Regions from separate parts of the Mus musculus genome. Here region 2 is linked to region 1. A link is a contact called in public promoter capture Hi-C data. All regions are on one chromosome and are shown on one strand. Each heading gives the region's core, a stretch centred on a gene start, on an enhancer-like site or on the middle of the called end of the contact. The rest is flanking DNA. Distances are from core to core; before and after follow the strand shown. Region 1 holds the start of BC106179 (cDNA sequence BC106179). Region 2 holds the start of Rtp1 (receptor transporter protein 1).

Region 1 (3,021 bases), core at 130-2,629:
CCTCTCCCAGCTCAGAGGTGGATATTTGGGATGTGATTACTGCCTCAGAGTAGTCAAATCTCTTCTCTAGGATAGAAAGGACCGAAGGAGCGGCCAGATGGTGGCTTCCAGTTCTCTTACAGAGGAAAGTTTTCAGTCTTTCGGAAGTGGTCTGTGGGTAATCAGAGATGGTCAGACTGCCAGACTGCTTCTTCAACAAGATGTTTCCTCCTGACTTCTCCAGCAGCCGTATCCTAAGCCCAGTGGAAGGAAGGTGCCCGGCTGTCTTTACCTTTGTAACCGGGTCCTGCCTGCCTGCGTACCTACTGTGAGAGTTCCAGGTCGCAGGACTCCAGAACATCTAAAAAAAAAAAAAAAAAAGTTTGACAAGGCTGTGTACAGGATACACTTAATGTTGGGGGATTTTTGTTAAACTCTAAATACTACAGTCTAAGATGTATGTGTCCTACATAAAAATTTGAGTTTTCACAGGGGTTAAATGACTTGTTTGATCAGGATCACCCTGTGCAGAGCCAGGACAAGCACTCTGGTAAGAACGTTTTCGCCAGATAACACTGAATCCAATCCATCGGGACACGCAGGGGGTGGGGGTGGAGGCAGCATTTGGGCTTCCTTGCCTGCCGCATTGCTCCGCCCCAAAGGCTTGCTCTTTGTGGACAGACTGCAAGATTCCCTGCATTACGGGGAGCCCTAAGCAGGCACCTTTAACCTTGAGCCTGCTCGCTAGCGACCTCCAGAGGGCCAGGATGGTTTGGGACCGGTGTGATAGAGCACTTTTCTAGTTTTAACGACTCTATTTGCATAACGGAGACCAAGCGTCCTCCCGCCGGTCTGCCGTGCTTTTCTTCCCTCCTTCCCGGTCCTCTGTACCCTCATCTGTGCTCCCTCTCTGCTTCCCAGAAGATCCGTTCTCAAGGGGACTCACTCGGAGCTTGAGTCCCGGGCTCTTCTCCCTCGGCCCGGCAAGATCCAGAGGCACCTGGGGGAGTGGAGTTGAGCGCCAGCCTGGGTTGGGGAGCCGCCCTGGCACTGCCCGACCCTAACAAAGGGAATCGGACTGCGCGCCGTGCGAGCGCTCGGTGGGCTCAGCGACCGCAGCCGCCTTCCCGATTGAGAGAGCTGCAAGTGAGTAGGGGCGAGGCGGGCGGCACGGGTCTGAAGAAGGAGTGCAGGGGTGCGCTGAGAGGCAGCCCTAGCTGCGGGAGTAGGAGCCGCCGCCCCGGGCTGGGGATGTCTGTCGCGGGTCCAGGGGAGGGACCGCCTTGGCCTCCCCTCCCTAATCCCCCACCCCCACCCCCACCCCCCGGCACGCCAGCCTGCGCACCCATAACAAACCCACGTGTGCGGGGACGCAGGAACCTACACTGCAGCGTCTGTATTGTGTAAGGCGTTGACTCGCGGAGTGAGGGTCTCTTTAGATCTTGCCCACTTTGGTAACAGAGCAGGAAAACAAGCCCGGTGGAAGGAGAGGGGGAGCGCAGGCACCACAACAAACGCACGTGTGCCCCGGCTGAACCTCTTTTGGTCAGGTTATTGTTCCAGCCAAACCAACGGGTGCGGCGCTTGGAGGCCACCTACTACTGCTGGAGAGGTGGGGACCTTTCGCAGCGGTGCTCTGTGAAGGGACGGACTAAACCTGTTGATTTTTAAAGGAAAAAGAAAATACAAACAAGAAAGAGCCGACAAAAAGCCCCCACCCCACCCACACGTATGCTTCACCCATTGGCACGGGTTTGGAGGTGAAACCTACAAGCCCTCATCTCTTCTTCGAGATTTTCTTAAGAGTCGTGGGCTGAACTAAGGATCTGTAGGGTACCCTTCTAAAATAGACCCTGCCCGACACACCATTGTCCCCGTGCACTGGCGACTGCCCCTGTTGGGGAATCTCGAGCGCCTCCCTAGCTTGCTGAAAGAATAGTTCATTTTAACAAAATCCACCAGTGAGGTCTTGGGTTTTGCTTGCTCTTCGCCTGGGAGCTCCCTGTGGCTAGACATTTCAGGTGTCACTGGCCCTGGCCACACAAGGCCAACGGGGGCCCCTCGTCTAGACGGGGACGTATCGGAGGCTCGCAGAGGTAGGTCCACTGTTTGCTGTGCTTTCCCCTTAACTTTCACTCTGCTCACGCAGCCGGATTTTTAGCGTATTGAGGTCTGGGCTTGTCAGCTCTGAGGAAAAGTTGAGGACAGGAAGGGGGCGGTGAACGGATCCTAGGCGACCTGTGCAGGAGTGACAGCATTTTACCAATCTGATGCTGCACCTCGAGTAGTCCCTGTGGAGACTAACCTGTCTCTGAAGACAACTGGACAGCCTTCAACCGTGTACCTTTGTTATTGAAAAAATCCAGGCGACAGCTAGGGAACCTTTTTAATTTTACAGGCAGGAAGCTGAGGTCTGAGAGTTCAGCCCCTTGGGTCTTCCAACTGCTCGGCCTTCATCCAGAGGATTCTGCGGTCGGCTTAAAAGGCAGTAGCCTCAGGCAGGGCGGAGTGAAACAAAGAAAATAATTCAAATTGGAAACTGCGCCCTTCCATTATACCTTTCTAGAGTTCTCTGTTTTAGTGGAGAAGAGGGACTTAGCATTTCCCCCACTTCTCAGCCTGTCCCGCTTCATAACTTTGCTCTGCTCTCCTGGCTGCCCTCTTGTTCTCAAATTGAACTAGGGCCAACTGGAGAGGCTTAGATGTTTTGCGGGCGCTAAGAAGCCTTTGTTCGGGCAGAAGCTGGGGCTGTTGACATCAGCCCCGCTGGGAGGAGAGTGTCTCTTGTAGTCAGCTGCTTCTGAGCCCCTCAGTACAGAACGAAGCATTCTTTTCATTGATTTTATTTAATTAATTTATCTATTATGTATGATTCCCGTGGAAGTGACTGTGCCTTTTGTGTTTAGCAGAGAAGCAGGCAGAGGACAGTGAGATTAGTTTCTCTAAAGCTAGCTAGTTTGTGCTTGGAGGCTTTTCTCTCCATCTTCGCTCCGCCTAGGTGTGTTTCCTTCCTCCTAGTCGTGTTTACTTTCCCCTTCATTT
Region 2 (2,767 bases), core at 237-2,736, 200 kb after region 1:
CACCATAAACACCTGCCTGGAGAAAGATGTGGCCCTGGGCTGCTCAGCTACTGCAGCCGAACTGGCAACTTTTGAGATGGAATCAACTACCCTCTTGCTTGTCACCCTTTTCTGAGCCTTGGTTGCTCTCAACACCTCCAGTAGGCTTGGAGGCAGTAAGGGAGAAAGCAGAGGTCAGCAGAGCAATACATCATACTGCCAGCCTCAGGACACAGTGACACATGTAGCCTCAGCCAGGACAGGCCCTGAGCCCAGTTCCATCTGGTGACCTCCTTCCATGCAGGGTGGAGCCTGTCTCTACCTCCCAAGCCATCTGCACACTTAGCCTCTGTCCTGACTCTCCCTGTGCAAGGTCAGCCCCACAGGGCCATCTTTAACCCTTTCCCCAGAGCCTGATCCAGTCCTTGCTTATCCTAGTAGATAGACCTACCTTCTACCCCTACTCCCTGCACAATCACTTTTACCATTTCTCATGTCCCCTTCATAGCAAGTTCTCTGGGAACTTTTTATTCCTTGCCTCCCTTGAGCCAGCATCCCTTGTTTAAACTTCGCTCCTTTTTTGGCCCCATTTTGTAGTCTCCCTGATTGGTCTGAATGCCTTCCCAATTTGGTTAGCGAGTTTGCCTTCTTAGGCTCCTGCTCTGTTTTATTTATTGTCGAATATTTCCAATGCTCTGAATCAAAGTGAATAAGAAGAGTTATTTTATTGTTAAAGATGTAAACAGTCTACAGGTTCATATATGCAGGCAGTGTTGCCTCAGATGTTTTTCTGCTGCTCTTCTGTAACGGACTTGGAAGGAGTCCTGTCTCACTGCCTGGCTGATGCAACAGCTACTACCTTTGTGCACAGGTGGCTGCTCTTTTAAGTGGTTCTCACAATGTGGAACTCAATACGTTATTGTGACCTGATATACATCCAGTTACAAGCACTTTGTGTAGGGCTTGACACATCAATATCCTTGAAATAGAAGAAATGAATGGGTTAGAATGGCTCATCATCAACTCTGCTGTTTATAGGGTAAGGTAAGTCTGAGGTTCCATATTGGTAGGGTGAATATGATTTATGAGATCTCAGATGATGTGTATCAATTGGGGGGGGGGTTTCAGGTACAAGATAGGCAGACGGAGACTACATTATGGTTCTACCTACTAACAAGTGTACATCTTCCCATCCCTTATTTCTCCTTGGCTCCCTAAGGCATAGTGGTTACCATAGCAGCCAGGTGCTGATGATGCCTCCAGGGTACAGCAAGGTAAAATTGAGCCAGCTCTTAAGTCCTTACTTTGCCATGCTGTTGCAGGCCAAGGTGAAATGGTCTGAAGTCTAGCCTTTTGTCAGGCCCCCAAACTATCTTGGATCATTTAGCCTCCTAAACCTTGCTTCTGTAGACTGCAATCAGGGCTCTGGAATACCCTTCCAGAGACTCTCCTCCCCAGGTTGTGTCTCCTGGCACTCTGCCTGGTTGCCTTGGAGATAGGTTCCACTGCGGACAAAGGAGGGAGCTGGGTCCTGCTTCCTCCTGATCCTGCCGATGAGGATTTTTAGACCGTGGAGACTGCGCTGCCCTGCCTTACACTTACCCTCTTTCCCCACGTTCTCTATAAAGTGTAGTTTGCCTCCTCTTCCCACTGACGAAGACATGTGTAAGAGTGTGACCACAGGTGAGTGGAAGAAGGTCTTCTACGAGAAGATGGAGGAGGTGAAGCCAGCGGACAGCTGGGACTTCATCATAGACCCCAACCTCAAGCACAATGTGTTGGCCCCTGGCTGGAAGCAGTACCTGGAACTTCATGCCTCAGGCAGGTGAGTAGCCCAGCAATAAGGAGCCCGAAGGTAGCCTCTGGAACCTTACTTAGCCTGGGGCATCTTCTACGGAGAGAGGACAAACAGAACCCATGCTTGCTGGGTCTCACTGTTAGGCCAAGGTAAACTAGAAGACAGGTAGTCCCTCAAAGGAGGTGGGGACCCTCAGTGTGAGTCTAGGCTTTCTGCTGATTGCAGGAGAACTTCTCTTCTTGTGGCTTCTCCACTTGGCAAATAAAGAGGTGGATCATACTTATGAGTTTCTGACTCTTGACAGCTTACACATTTTTAGATTTCAATGATGTCTTTAAGAGTAGCTGTGAACTGAGAGAAGAGGGGCTTAGGTTCACCAGGGCTCAAGGGAATCTGTGCTCTTGTATTGGGGATGTTTACTGGTTAATTCTGGTTAATTCAGCCCCATTTGGTTTAAAACAGTGAACACACGAGTCATGTTAGAAACTAACTCTGCGGTGTCTCCATGACACTTGAGCAATCCACCCCCCTCTCTGGGTTATGCTTTCTCCACTTGCTGAATGAAGGGCTATCCTAGAGCTTCACCTTCTGCTCCAGGCATGAATGATGGTGACAATTATCTAGAATTTGTTATGGCTGCTGAGTATTGGACCCTTTCCAGATTCAGCTAAGTACCCAAATTTTAGAAGGCTCCCACGTGATTTGTAGGTACAAAGATACCCGAGAATAGCTACATTCTAGTCCGTGGGTCCGGTCGATGGGTTTATTTTAAGTCTTTACTTTGGGGGCCTGAGTGAGGGCAGAAAGGTAGTACAGGTGTCTGGGTTAAAAGCGAAGGCCTCCCTGCTTAGCTTGGCTCATTCTCAAGTCGTCTCCTGCCAGCATTGCTGGACGCTGATTCTGACTCTCAGTAAATAAATGTGTGTACACCAAGGGCTCTTATGCTGTGTCTTGAACCAAAATGAACGATAGGTGATTTCTGTGGCCCCT

Evidence for each region. Promoter capture Hi-C pulls out the DNA fragments that hold promoters and counts their contacts.
Region 2: a contact with region 1 is called in a promoter capture Hi-C map of liver, with 5 times the contacts expected there. The contact joins the promoter of Rtp1 here to the promoter of BC106179 in region 1. A contact is called at or near these places in 12 of 39 promoter capture datasets (the 3T3-L1 cell line, 3T3-L1-derived adipocytes, the C10 cell line and 5 more), 2 of 15 datasets of contacts at CTCF or cohesin (large pre-B cells and pro-B cells), 3 of 484 Hi-C or Micro-C datasets (liver, olfactory sensory neurons and uterus), 9 of 115 datasets of contacts at active chromatin or transcription factors (bone marrow-derived macrophages, craniofacial prominence, embryonic forebrain and 4 more) and 1 of 9 other capture datasets (adipose tissue).

The regions. Positions count from the first base shown.
Region 1 is chr16:23,224,105-23,227,125 of GRCm38.p6, forward strand. BC106179 (cDNA sequence BC106179) reads right to left here and starts at 1,380. Exons shown (of 3, transcript NR_152126.1): 1 at 1,364-1,380; 2 at 1-340. It overlaps St6gal1 (beta galactoside alpha 2,6 sialyltransferase 1), which reads left to right and starts at 636. Exons shown (of 8, transcript NM_145933.4): 1 at 636-1,125.
Region 2 is chr16:23,427,647-23,430,413 of GRCm38.p6, forward strand. It overlaps Rtp1 (receptor transporter protein 1), which reads left to right and starts at 1,487. Exons shown (of 2, transcript NM_001004151.2): 1 at 1,487-1,804. The coding sequence starts at 1,533.